Regions from separate parts of the Triticum aestivum genome. Here regions 1 and 3 are each linked to region 2. The links are chromatin contacts, called in public Hi-C maps. All regions are on one chromosome and are shown on one strand. Each heading gives the region's core, a stretch centred on a gene start, on an enhancer-like site or on the middle of the called end of the contact. The rest is flanking DNA. Distances are from core to core; before and after follow the strand shown.

The links. A called contact is a pair of places that touch in the nucleus more often than the background predicts.
Region 1: a contact with region 2 is called in a Hi-C map of leaf, with 9 times the contacts expected there. The contact joins the promoter of LOC123044486 here to the promoter of LOC123044484 in region 2. A contact is called at or near these places in 3 of 5 Hi-C or Micro-C datasets (leaf and an unstated tissue) and 1 of 1 datasets of contacts at active chromatin or transcription factors (leaf).
Region 3: a Hi-C map of leaf shows a contact between it and region 2, with 9 times the contacts expected there. The contact joins the enhancer-like site here to the promoter of LOC123044484 in region 2. A contact is called at or near these places in 4 of 5 Hi-C or Micro-C datasets (leaf, root and an unstated tissue) and 1 of 1 datasets of contacts at active chromatin or transcription factors (leaf).

The regions. Positions count from the first base shown.
Region 1 is chr2B:223,616,165-223,620,638 of IWGSC CS RefSeq v2.1, reverse strand. LOC123044486 (ribosome-recycling factor, chloroplastic) reads left to right here and starts at 2,670. Exons shown (of 12, transcript XM_044467226.1): 1 at 2,670-2,902; 2 at 3,840-3,960; 3 at 4,044-4,110; 4 at 4,207-4,302. The coding sequence starts at 2,821.
Region 2 is chr2B:223,220,362-223,224,361 of IWGSC CS RefSeq v2.1, reverse strand. It overlaps LOC123044484 (protein TIME FOR COFFEE), which reads right to left and starts at 1,842. Exons shown (of 13, transcript XM_044467225.1): 1 at 1,045-1,842; 2 at 802-953; 3 at 387-711; 4 at 1-293. The coding sequence starts at 1,546. It overlaps LOC123044485 (a long non-coding RNA gene), which reads left to right. Exons shown (of 3, transcript XR_006420123.1): 3 at 3,156-3,706.
Region 3 is chr2B:222,862,244-222,866,341 of IWGSC CS RefSeq v2.1, reverse strand. No RefSeq gene overlaps it. Among protein-coding and RNA genes, the nearest start is that of LOC123044483, 16 kb to the right of the region's middle. Within about 2 kb of position 1,776, at least 8 of the 8 cell types and tissues checked have an H3K27ac peak or open chromatin away from gene starts, as enhancers often do. A contact at or near this core is called in leaf and root, where this site is marked.

The DNA.
Region 1 (4,474 bases), core at 1,421-3,920, 400 kb before region 2:
TGTACCAATGTTGTAGGGTACATTTTTCTTCTTTCCTATAATTTCCTTTATTTGTTAAACCCACTCTGTTCTAAGCATTGTGAAGTAGAAAGCATGATTCCAGTTTACTTTATTTTTCTGTTTAGTGTAAGCAATATAAGCTGACGTATTTGAGTACTATCTAATTCTTTTTCATACCATATTACTGCTAATTCAGGCATGGTAATTGGTAGTATATATGCTATTTGTTTAGATCTGTTTTATTCTATCCATGGCGTATTGTTTTTCGAGAACCTTGGATTTGTAATGAAGTTTGCTGGTTGTTGATGTGCAGCTGACTATCCATTTACAAATGAAGTGCGTCGTTCAAGTGAAGGAGGGAGGATAATGCGAAGCCGAACGTGCATGCAGGTGCGGTGCCTGGGAAGAGAAAGAAGTTTAGCTCTCTTCTTATTTTGTTATGTCGCAATAGGCCAGCCCAAGATTTCTAGGTGTTTTATGGTCTCTTTTTATTTTGAGCATATGCATGTCTGTTCATAACAGCAATGATTTTGATCATCAACGTGCTTGCTCGTAAAAATTACAAGAAATTGGTAGCATCATGTGTTGTTTCATTAAAGGGAGGTGAAACAACAACACCAATTATTTGCACTTGGTGCTAAATGCAATGGCTTGGCAAAATAACTTACTGTGTTGATTAATGTTTGGTTTTTCTTTTTTCTTTTTCATTTGAATAGCATTGCCGTAGATATCCATTTTACATAACATGTTTGAAAATTTGAAAATTTCCAAGTTACTCTATAGTGACAATGTAATTTTTTGTTAAGAGGTTCTAAGGGTTAATTCTTTTTCTGAAAGTTATCCTTTATCTAGACTAAATGGTTGTCGTCTGAGATGAAACAATGTGTTTACTGTACCAAGAAGGGGATGTATGCATTGTTCCTATATCCAAATTAGCCAAATTGTAATTTCTTATATGGAGGCTCTTTGCAATACATCTTGGGGCAACGTGCAAAATTTATGTTGGACTCATGAGTCGGTGCGGTAAAGCGTGCATGTTGCTTCTAGTTTTATTGTTAACCATGCTATGGTCCAAACTCCTTTTTATTCTGCTCATATGATATTGCTCATCTTTTGTTTTCTGTCCCGATGCCTCATGTATTTATAAAAAAATGCAGGTCATGTATTTGAAAAATGTTCAATGTGTATAAAAATGGTTCTAATGTAATAGAAAAATGTATGATACGTACGGAACTTTTTTGAAATTAGAACCTATGTTTGAAAAAAGTTTGTTTAGGATGTACCTGGAAAGTGTTAAATGTGTATAAGAAAAATGTTGCTTATGTATACAAAAAATGTACAACTTGTATGAAAAAATAGATATTAGAATATATATATATATATATGAAAAATTGTTAATCATGTACTTGAAAAATGTTGAACGTATATAAGTTAAATGTTTCCACTATATATATAAAACGTCCATTTTTTATTAAAAAAGACAGACAGCAAAACTTATATCTGAAAAAGGTTAATCATGTATTTTCAAAAATGTTTAATGAGTATATAAAAATGTTCTTATTGTATTAAAAAAATATAATATGTATGAAAAAGTGGAACTCAAAAAAAATTATTGTGAATCATGCATTTTAAAAAGATAAGCCCATATAATAACAAATATGTATAATCCGTATGAAAAATAAAATAGGCATCAAAAAATATATTTGAAAAAAATATTAATATTATATTTAAAAATTATTTAACATGTACAAGAAATGTATCTAATGTATACGAAAAACTGTAGACTTGCGTTAAGAAACCTGAAGAAAACCAAAATGAAGAAAAGGAAAAAAGCTAAAAAGTGAACGAAGAAACATAGATAACCAAAGAAAAAACTAAAAAGAAAACAAATAAAACCAAAAACCACAAAAAATAGAAGAAAACCCGAAAACCCATTGCAAAACAGCCCAAAACCATACTACGGTACTGGGCCGGCGAGGGGAGCATGCATCTCACTACAGGCCAGATATAGCTCCCACCGCAATTGCTATGTATCGCCCGTACTTGATATATAATAGGGCTCGCCCACAGTCGCTACAGTACCAGACCGGTCCATTATTGCGTGTTGGCACATTTGCTTCGCCGGTCGTCTGTTTAATTTTTCCTTTTTCTGTTTTCTTCAGTTTTGTATATTTATTTTATGGTTTTTATTCGTTTTCTCCGGTTTGTTTGGAGTTTTCATTTTTCCTATGGGTTTCTTTGTTTTCTTTCATCAGTTTCCATCAATTATCTCTGGTTTTATTTTTAAAATCCCTTTTATATTTTTAACACATGTCTACATTTTTCATACGCATTGTATATTTTTTTCCTGTACGTTAGGAATATTTTTTACACATGTTTAACTTATTTCAAATACATGATTAACATTTTTCTAGTATATGTTTTTACGTCTAATTTTTTTCACACAAGTTTTATCATTTTTATTGTACAAATAATGTTTTTATAAATGTTTCATAATTTTCAAATACATTTTTTACCAAAACATGGTTTGAAATTTTTTTGAATGCACGTTGGAAATGTTTTTTAATAATAAAAACATTTTTATGAACTATGGAAAAAGAATCTCTCAAGTTTTACGCACGGCCCATAAGAAGGCACCAAGCATTCATGATCTGCGAAATAATTGGAGTCCAGCAGGCGCTACTAGCCCACGAGAGCTCACAAACCTCTTCGGCCATTTCCCTCCTTCCCCTCCTTCCTCTCCTTATCCACAATTTCCATACCAATCCACAACTCTCCACTCGGCCTTCCCCTCGCTACCACTCCGCCTGCTGCCGCGCCATGGCGCTCCACGCCGTCTCCCCTGCGGCGGCGGCCTCCCCGCCCTGCGCCCTCTCCTCTGCCCGTCTGCCCCAGCGCCCAGGTTGCTCCTCCTTCCCCCGCGCTTTCCCGCTTCGTTGAAACCCGCGAGTGTCATCCGTATTCTGCTTTTATCATTCATGGTACGGGTTTCGGCGTAGTAAGCACTGTAGCGCCAAGACGAACCCCAGGTCAGGAATGCGGTGGAATGCAAATGCCGGTGCTTTTATCGCTTCTCCGTTCACGGCACTACCTTTGCATTTAGGTTGCTGTTTGCGTCGAGCCAGCCTATAGACAAACGAAGACTGAATCGGATTTGGAACGGCAAGCTCTATACTCCACTGTGCACTTGGATATGTAATTGAGAGTCATTTCAACGTGCATTTCACAATGCCTGTGGAAAATATGTACTAGTATTACTTTACTTGTGGTTTCAAGCTAATGTCTTCCCCAGGCTGTTGGGATACTAGTATTTCTTTGCACTTAAATAAATAAGATATCAGGAAACCATTGACAGTTGTTATCCTTCACAATTCAGGGTCATTCAGAAGTGACCGAAGCCATTTATAAATCGATGTATCTCACGAAATTCATCACTGGATGTTCATTGTTTGTCGTGGAAAACTGGTGAGATGGATGTAGTAGCTAATGTGGCTCCAAGTAACTAGTTTCTACTCCCTCCGTCCGGAATTAGTTGGCACTCAAATGGATGTATCTAGATGTATGTCAGTGCTAGATACATCTGTTTGAGCATCAACTAATTCCGGACGAAGTAGATAAGAGCAGACTGCTGTATTCACATAATTTCATCAGCAAGGAACAATGTGACAAGGCATCATCAATCATCAGAACATACTGCATTCAACATGTTGTGGTTCTTTCTCAGTACTGCTTCTACCATATTTACATATTCCTACTTGTTTACAAAGCAACCAGAGTACATATTCCTACTAGAACTCAATGTTGGGCAAGGTCTCACCAGAGAATACTGTATTTCACAGGTTGTGGTTGTCTCTCAAACCGTTCATCCCTGTTAAGTTCGTCCACAAACTTCATGAAATTTCAGTCTGGAGCAGTGGGTTTCTTTGGTGTGCCTTTGGTTCTTCAACACTCGGACAAGAGGCGAGTAGTTTTGCATTTAAATATTTCTTATACTTGATGAGCTTCAAGTTAGTCTTCGTTAACTTGTGATTATCATGTATCAGAGCAGTTTTGAGGCATGCCACTAATGAAGAAATTGAGGAAGAAAAGATGATCGTTGAAGAACAAGCTGTAAATAACAATGCAACTCTGTATTAGAAGTGTTAATATTTGCCTTGTAAAGTCTTTTACGCATGGTGCTAACTAGCTGGCACTATGTATTGTCAGAAAGAAAAGATGGAGAAGGCCATTGAAACAGTTCAATCGAACTTCAATACCGTCAGGACTGGGCGGGCAAACCCGTCTATGCTCGACAGGATTGAGGTTTGATGATTATTCCCGGAAATCCCTTTTGGAGCTCGGGCTCCAGTGAGGCCTCCGGATTCAAATTTCAAATTTCATTGAAATTCGTATTTTTACACCTCAAAAAATTCTGAAAAAAATCACAGATATATATGAAGGCATAATACACATGTGTGTAAATTTTCAGTTCAAA
Region 2 (4,000 bases), core at 593-3,092:
GGGATCCCGTCGATCTGATTCGCTGGTCCGGAGCTCTGGATCTCTTCCTCTGTGGTCCTCCCTCTTCTCTGGCTCCCGGGTAGCCTCCTGCTGCGCACCAGCGGTGGCGGTGGCGGTGCTGCTGGCGCCACTTTCGGCCACAGCCGACACCGACACCGACGGCTTCGCATCTGATCTCGCCACCGGAGGCACTTCAGGCCTTGAGGGCGGCTCTGCCGTGTCCGGTTTTGCTGGGCTCGCCGGGCGGTTCTCGTTGTCGTACTTGACGAGCCGTGGCCGCTTCCTCTTTGGGGCTGGCAAAAGCAGTGAGGAAGTTTATTAGACCCCACAAAACCAAAATTAGCAACAAAAAATCATTGCAAGATTAAAATTGACGAGCTGCCTACCTATAGTGGTGAGAGAGGCTGAATCTGCCGGCCGGACGCCAGATGACGACGGAGCCGGCGAAGAGTTCCCGGACTTGGCCTCCGGCGCGTCCTTCTGCTCCGGCTTGTGGTTCATGTTCTCCTGCTTGGGAGGGCAGGGGAACTGCCGCGTCAGGCCAAATAGCACCTCGGCGACCTCGATCTCCTCCTGAATGAACGATGGCGACTTGGAAATCTTTGCTGGTGGCGGCTGAGGCGGGGCTGCCGAAGGAGCTGAGGCCGGCGACGGCCGCTGCTTCGGTACGGGCCCAGAACCGCCGCTGCTCCCACCGCCGCCAAGTGTTTTCTGCGAGACACCGGAGAGAGAGGGAAATCAGTAAGGGCAGGAGTTAAGAATCATGAGGGGAGATGGATTCTGTCGGCCTGAAAAACGCACCAGCTTTTTCCGAACAGGGGCGGTGGCCGATGTGGAAGCCGGCGAGATCGGCCGTGAAGAAGGCCGCTGGATCTGCGAGCCGTCTACAGCGGCGCCGCCGCCGCTTCCACCGCCGGGGCCTGTCCACTCGTGCGAAGACCTCTTGGTAGAAGCTGCGGAAAACACGAGGAACGCCGGTGAGATTAGGGAAACAGAAGCGGCAAGAAGGGTGAAAAATTGCTTGTTTTGCGGTGCATAGCATACCTGAGCGCGCCTTCCTCGGGACTGGAACGCCGATCATTTCGTCGGCGGCCTTCCACACTATGGGGCCCTTGGGATTGGAGCCCCCCTTCCGGTGCATCTGCTGCTGGCCGTGGTGGTGGTGGTTGTTGTAACCGCCGCCGCCTCCGCCGCCGCTGCTGCTGCTGTGGTGGTGCGCGGCGCTGGGCTGGGGCGGGGACGGCGGAGGCGCCGTGCTGGGCGACCGCCGCTGCACAGGCGGGTACCTGGGCGCGGAGGCGGCGAGCTCCTCGTCGGCGTCGTCGTCGTCGTCGCCGAGGCTGTCGTCGGAGGTGTCGTCGCCGTCGTCGCGCCCGTTGCCGTTGAGCATGAGCCGCTCCCCCCGCCTCCTCTCGGACCGAGGCGAGTCCCTCGGGCCCGCGCCGCCGGAGACGCCGCCGCCGTTGCTCCTGAGCCGCCGCCGCGGCGGTGGCGCCCCGCCGGACATGGCCAGTGCGGCCCTCCTGCCTTCCCGGATCCGCTCCATGTCAGATCTGAGGCATGCGCCTCCGATCTCCCTCCTAGTCGTCGCCGCGTCGCCGGAGTCCGGCAGACACCGCCGCCGCCGCGCAGATCCACGCACCAACCGCCTCAACAAGGCAGAGGGAGAGCCCGCCCTCCTTCTCCTTCCCCTCGCGCTCACGAGTATCTCCTCCCTCTCCCTCTCTCGATGCTACTCCTCTCCTAGAGGAAGAGTGCTCTCCTCTCGTCTCGTCTCCCTCGGCTGGAAGGAAATGGCTGCTGCTTCTCTGGTCTGGTGTGGCCTCCTCCCCTCCCCTTGTGGCTCGCTTTCTAGGCCTCATCCTCTTTTTGTCGCTGCCCATGCCCGCATCCGACGGCCAGGATCCGCCCGACGCATCCGACGGCCCCGCCCCCGCGCCTGCCACCGTGGCCGCCCCCACCGCCTAGCACCCAACGGAACACGCGATAAAATCTCGTGGACGCTTCCTTACGCAACAAGCATGGCCCGATGACCGACACGTGGCGGTGCGCCCGAGCGGGGTGAAACCCCGAACCGTCCACGGGTGGGTGGGTGGCTGATGGCGCCACGCCCATTTGTTCCCTTCCCTAACAAATTTTTTTATCCTCTAGTAAAAACTTAACACTCGTTACACTCCACGCAAAATAAATAAAGTAAAGGAATAAAGAAATGGCGCTACGCCATCGATCGGCTTTGGCCCGGGACCACCACGCGCGGGTCCGCGTGGATGGGCCTGATCTGGACAGTGCGGAGGGTTTCACCCGGCTGACGTGGCGCCTGCGCGCACCGGTCGCTGCGGGTGGGTTAAAAGGGCACGAGGAAAGTCTCTCCAGGCAGGCAGTGGAGGCGGGTGGGCCCCACAGCGGGCCCGGGTATCTCTCCGTCTCATCCGCTTTCCTATTCTTTTCTTTTTCTCTTTCGCATAACGTTCTGCTCGTGGGCTCAGACGTGGCGGGGCGGGGTGACGTACGTGGGGCCCGCCGGCCACCAACCTTCACCGCACTACTGCCCTACTTCTACTCTCAATGGATTAAGATATTCCTTAAAAACACCCACTAGTTTAAGCTAAATTCTAAAAAGTGCACGCGCACTATTCAGACGAGTCGAGCGGCCGGCTCCTGGCCGCACGATCTCGCTCCTATCGTCCCGCGCGTTGGTCAGGTGGTACCTGGTCGGGGCGGTTTCCCGATCCGACGCCGCTCGACGAAGCCCATCTGTTCTTATCCATTCGTCCCGTCCAGCCATAGCGCTCGCCGCTCCGGAGAGCTTCTTCCACGTCGTCTCGCCCAAGGCTGTCGGTGCCGTCGTGGACTAGGTGCTCGCCTCCTTCCCCTCCTCCATCCTGCCCTCCGAGCTCTTATGCTCCCTCCGCCGCTCCTTCCCCAAGGCACATGACGACGGTCACGGCCATCTGCTCCCCCGCCCCGGCTCCCCCAAGGACCCCCCCTGTGAGCGCTGCTCGTGAGGGCCTTCCCACCGCTAGCTCCTCCACCGGTAGGACGCCCAGCCTAGCCGGCTCAAGCAACAGGCGGCATGTCACTAGCCCAAGCATGTACCATCTTCTCGATTGAATAGAAGATTTGATAGAGATCTCATCGTTGTTTTGTGTATGCAGCTGCTGCTACGAGCTTGCTCTAGCCGGGAGCTTGCTCTAGCCGGGAGAGGACAGGAGGAGGAAGCGCGGGTGGAGGATCTTGTCCAGTCTGGAGCAAGAAAAAGAAGAAGATTGCTAGGAATGGAGTTCTTCCGTGTGCCGCTATTTTTGCTCTTTGCTCAGTGCATTCATGTTGAGTCTAACAAGACGAGCACAAGTTGGAGTGTTGCCGTTGCTTTGGTCACGGTGTCACTAAAGTTTTGTTGGCTTGTAATATAGTCTAGTTACACATACATTGATATTTAGTTGGCAGAAAAACTAGTTGCACACATATATGCTCAGTTTGGCTTGTAATTTAGTCTAGTTACACATATATTAATGTTAAATTGGCAGGACACTACTTGCACACACATATGCGCAATTTGACGCGGCAATGTAGTCTAGTTGCACACACATTGATATTTATTTGGCAGGACTAGTTACACATATATGCTCAATTGGCTCGGCAATATTGTCTAGTTGCACACATATTGATGTTTAGTTGGGAGGACTATTCGAACACCCATATGCTCAGTTGGCGCAATAATGTAGTCTACTTGCACACACATTAATATTTAGTTGGCAGGACTATTTTTGGCACACACATATGCTCAGTTGGTTTGTAATTTTGTCTAGTTGCACACGCATTGATGTTTAGTTGGCAGGACTATTTGGCACACACATATGCTCAGTTGACTTGTAATTTTATCTAATTGCACACACATTGATGTTTAGTTGGCAGGACTATTGGCACAGTTGGCTTGTAATTTTGTCTAGTTGCACGCACATTTGATGTTTAGTTGGCAGAAGGACTATTAACATACACA
Region 3 (4,098 bases), core at 527-3,026, 360 kb after region 2:
GCGACCCAAACGGACGCACGCTTTGTTCGCTTTTCATCCGTTTGGGTCGGCCAAGCGGACGTGCGCGTCCACATTCTCAAATAGGTCGACTTGACCGCCCAACGGGAGGCTGACCCAAATGTGCCGACGCGAAAAAAGAAGAAGAAAAACTCACAGAAAATAAACATAATTAAACATAAGTGGCCGGTCAATCGCCGGCCAAAGTCCACTTAAACCTAATTAAACATTAATTAAAACAAAAAAGGTCTGCGTCGCCCCGCACGCTGCCCTAGAGGTCGTCGACCTTGCCCTTGCCCTTGACGGCGACTCCTGCGCACCTCCTCGTTGTGCACCCGCTCGGTCCGCGGAACCGCCGGCATGGAGATCCGGTCCGGATCCAGATGCCAGTGGTGCGGCAGCGTCACGTCGGGGTAGGGCAGCGGCTGCATGTACTCCCCGTGCCACCATGATTGGTGCATCGGGATGTGCAGACGCCGGTGACCTGGACGAAAACGCGCCGGTGTCGGAGAAGGAGCACGGGAGGACGAGGCGTCGGGCGTGCCCTTGCCCTTGCCCTTGTCGCTGCTGCTACCGAAGAGTCCCATGGCACGCTAGGGTTTGCTGTCGCCGGTGAGGAAGCAAAAGGAGTGGTGGGGGGCAAATGTGGATGAAAGTGGATGAGGCCGGCCCCGTCGCACGCGTGCTTAAAAAAGGATGCTTTCACTGGCTGACCAATGGACCCTCTGTTGGTGGTCGTATAAATAAGACGACGGACGGTAGTTGGCTGGCCTACAGATGAAGCGTGGCGGACGTCGACGCGCCGACGCATTTCAAGCGCAATTTTGGGCCGGAAATGAATCGGCGCGGACGCCAGGCGAACGAGATTTGGGTTTGGGTCAGCGCGTTGGGTCACCACTTTTATTCGCGCCGACCCAAACAGACGCAGGGGACGAAATGAATCGCCCCATTGAAGTTGCTCTTAAGCCACTTATTTTAGAACGCGGAGAGTATCACGCTAAACGATGATAAACCCACAAAGTTCACCGGTACAGAAAAATTGGCACATTTTTCAGTACACGAGTCGAAATTGGCCATCGACGGGAGTACTGATGACCACCGGACAAGCTGGGGATACTCGACCCTCAGAAAAAGAAAAAAGCTGGACGATACTGCGTTCCGAAGTCAGACAGTAAAAGCAGTTACTCCTACAAAGCGGCAGGTTAACCGCGTCAGATCATGCGGCATAACCGCGCGTATAACCAGGAGATTCTTCTTCCCCGAGGAAAAAAAAAACCAGGCGATTCTCCACGGGCACGGAGCAGGCGTGGTCGCGGTGCACCATGTGCTGTCGTGCACCACAGGGCGAGAGAAGAAAAAGGGCGCGCGGTGCGGATGTGGCGGGGCCCGCGCCGAGGATAAGCCTCCTTTTTTTCCGTGATGACAAGCACGAAGAGCGAGCGAGGGATAGAGAAAAAGAAGGAGCACGGGGCCCGCGGCGCGTACTTTTCGCTGCCCGCCAGCCACTGACATGCGGGCCCGACGCCGTGCTGGCGCGGGCCCCGCGCGTCAGTTTCCGTCTTCCCTCTCGGGCTTTCCGTCCGCGGTGGGGGCCTGGTGCGGTTCGGGGGCGGGAAAAGCGTGTGGGGGTCGGGGACCACACGCCGCTCACGTGAGCCCCGGATCTTGCTGGGCAAGGCGAGCCGCGCACGTGGCCGCCGGATCCTCTGCGGCAGCGCCGCGTAGGGTTGTTGATGCTGCCGCCGCTAGGCTGGTCCATCCAGCTGCACCGCACCTGGTCCACGGCCTCCGGTCAGTGACCAGCGTGGTGGGGCCCGCCCAGACCGGACGCCCGAGCGATGCCCCGAGAGGCCTGCGTCGACTACTACGTGTGAATCGCGTAGGCGATGAGATACGTATATACCACGGTGCTGGTACTACTTCTATACGAACATGGAAATGACTGTCGCCGAGCCGGGCAGTGGGCTGTGAGACGTACTGTACGTTTTTTTTTGTTTTTTGTTTTTGCAGACTGAGAGACGTACGTACCCCGCTCTCTCTATGTAAATCCACTTGTATGGAGAATGGTACACCGTACACCGGTACACGACTGTGGCGTTGTTCTTAGGTAAGCATGGCGCGTCGATCTCACTTTTGCCGAGGTTGGCATGGCAGGTCGCTTGTCACTTCACGGTGGAAAAACACTTTTGAGTCTTTGATGAGGCACGTACTATATGTATGTGTCAATGTCATAGTCACCGTGCTTTTCGTACCAATAATGCGTAGATAATACTCCCGGGCCCAGCATGCCTATCTACTTGAGAATAATTAAAATAGAAAACAACATCAACCTGGAAGAGTTCTTTAATAGCAACAGGTCAAGATCCAAAACTTCACAATGCAGCAAGCAGCCTGGAAAGCCAAACAGTCGGCATAGAAATGAGACGCGCGCAAGCAAGCAAGCAAGCAATGTGGTACGGCCGGCACGCTCCGGATAGATAAGCATGATGTGTTTCCGTCCTTGTTGAACGATTCCGAGCATGAATGACATGGACGGAACCACACCACGCAGGCTCTGTCCAAGCATAGCATATACAGACCCCTGCGTCACGGTCGATCTCGAACGGCGCGCCCTGGCTCGAACTCTGCGACGACCAATCCCGCGCCATGCCGGCCCGACGCCGCGCCGATTCACATCTCATCGAAGTCCTCACGTCATCATTGGGTACCCTGCCCTGCCCTGCCAGCAGCAGCAAAATATCGAAGCAGGGAAGGAGCAGTAGTAGTACTTGCCCAGCACCAACAGAAAGAGAGAGAGAGATAGGGGGAAATCCAGACGGTCGCCGCATTGCATTCCGTCGCGCTCCGGCTTAGGCCCTGGCACGCTGGCTCCCTCCCTCTCCCCGTTGACCCGCGGGAAGCTCTCGCCTGAGCTCAGGCATGACGCTAGGGCAATCGCGGAGTCCCAAGGCCAAGCACTGAACGAACCGCGAGGCGAGCGACACCAACGTACCTCACACTCCAACAGCGAGCACCAAGGCACCCCGCCTCCTCCCGCGGCCACCGTCGGTGAAATCTCGCGTGTCGCCGATTTGTTTCACACCGGCAGCAGCCTTCCAATCCGGGGGACGAGACGGCCAGCCGGGCGGCGAGTAGCGGAGGAGCTGGCTGGGCTCCATGGAGAGCGAGACAGATCGAGAGGGGCGCGCGCGCGCCTTTGCACTCGCCACCGCGTGGGTTTTATAATGCCGTTCCTGTTGCCATCAGCTTCCACCGATTTTTCCATATAAAAAACGATCTCTGCACTGTGCGCGTACTTAAATGGGTCGATGGGCTCGCACAGCCAGGTCAATTGTATACTCTGTGGCGGAGTATTTAAAGGCTTGCGGATCGTGTGGGCGCACCACACCACACCCCCGCTGGACTTTCTCTAGTGATGATCTTTGAACGCCACCAAAGGTGCTTGGGCCTTCTCAATCGATTAATCTAAGAGCCCGTTAATCTAATGTTGGACCGAGTACCTAAGCATGAATTTTCTATCTTGGTAGAATTGCATGCATATGCATGATGATGGTGACTAGTTGTAGGAGCTAGTCACTAGCCCTCTGAAAAATACTGTTAATAAGACCTCTCTCAATGCATTGGTGCTAAAGTGGGGTGCTAAGTGCATTAAAATGCTTAGCAACTAATGTCCCCAATGCATCGGTGCTTAGATTTTGTAGCTAAGCCTTCTCTATTTAATTGTTTAGTAATAAAACTCCTTCATGTATTGGTTGGTAGTCTTTTTGTCTAGGTTCACGTGCTTAGCATTGGTTTTTGTTGGGGTCACCATAATCCTCTCTCTTCTTTTTAATTGCTTTGCCACATCATTTTTCTGCCTATGTGGCATCCTTAGCACTTGTACACCGTGGAGCACTGAGAAGGGCCTAAGCTGTCGAACGGTATAAAAAACGTCGCAGCTTTCCAGAATGCACATACTGCCTGGAGTATTTCATTTCGCTCACGGGAAACAATATAAGTAATTTCAAATTTAGTAATATCACTATCCATATAAACTTTTTGTCAAATCACCATCACCTGTATTGTCAAAGTTGCATCCATTGGGATCATTTATTACTTTGA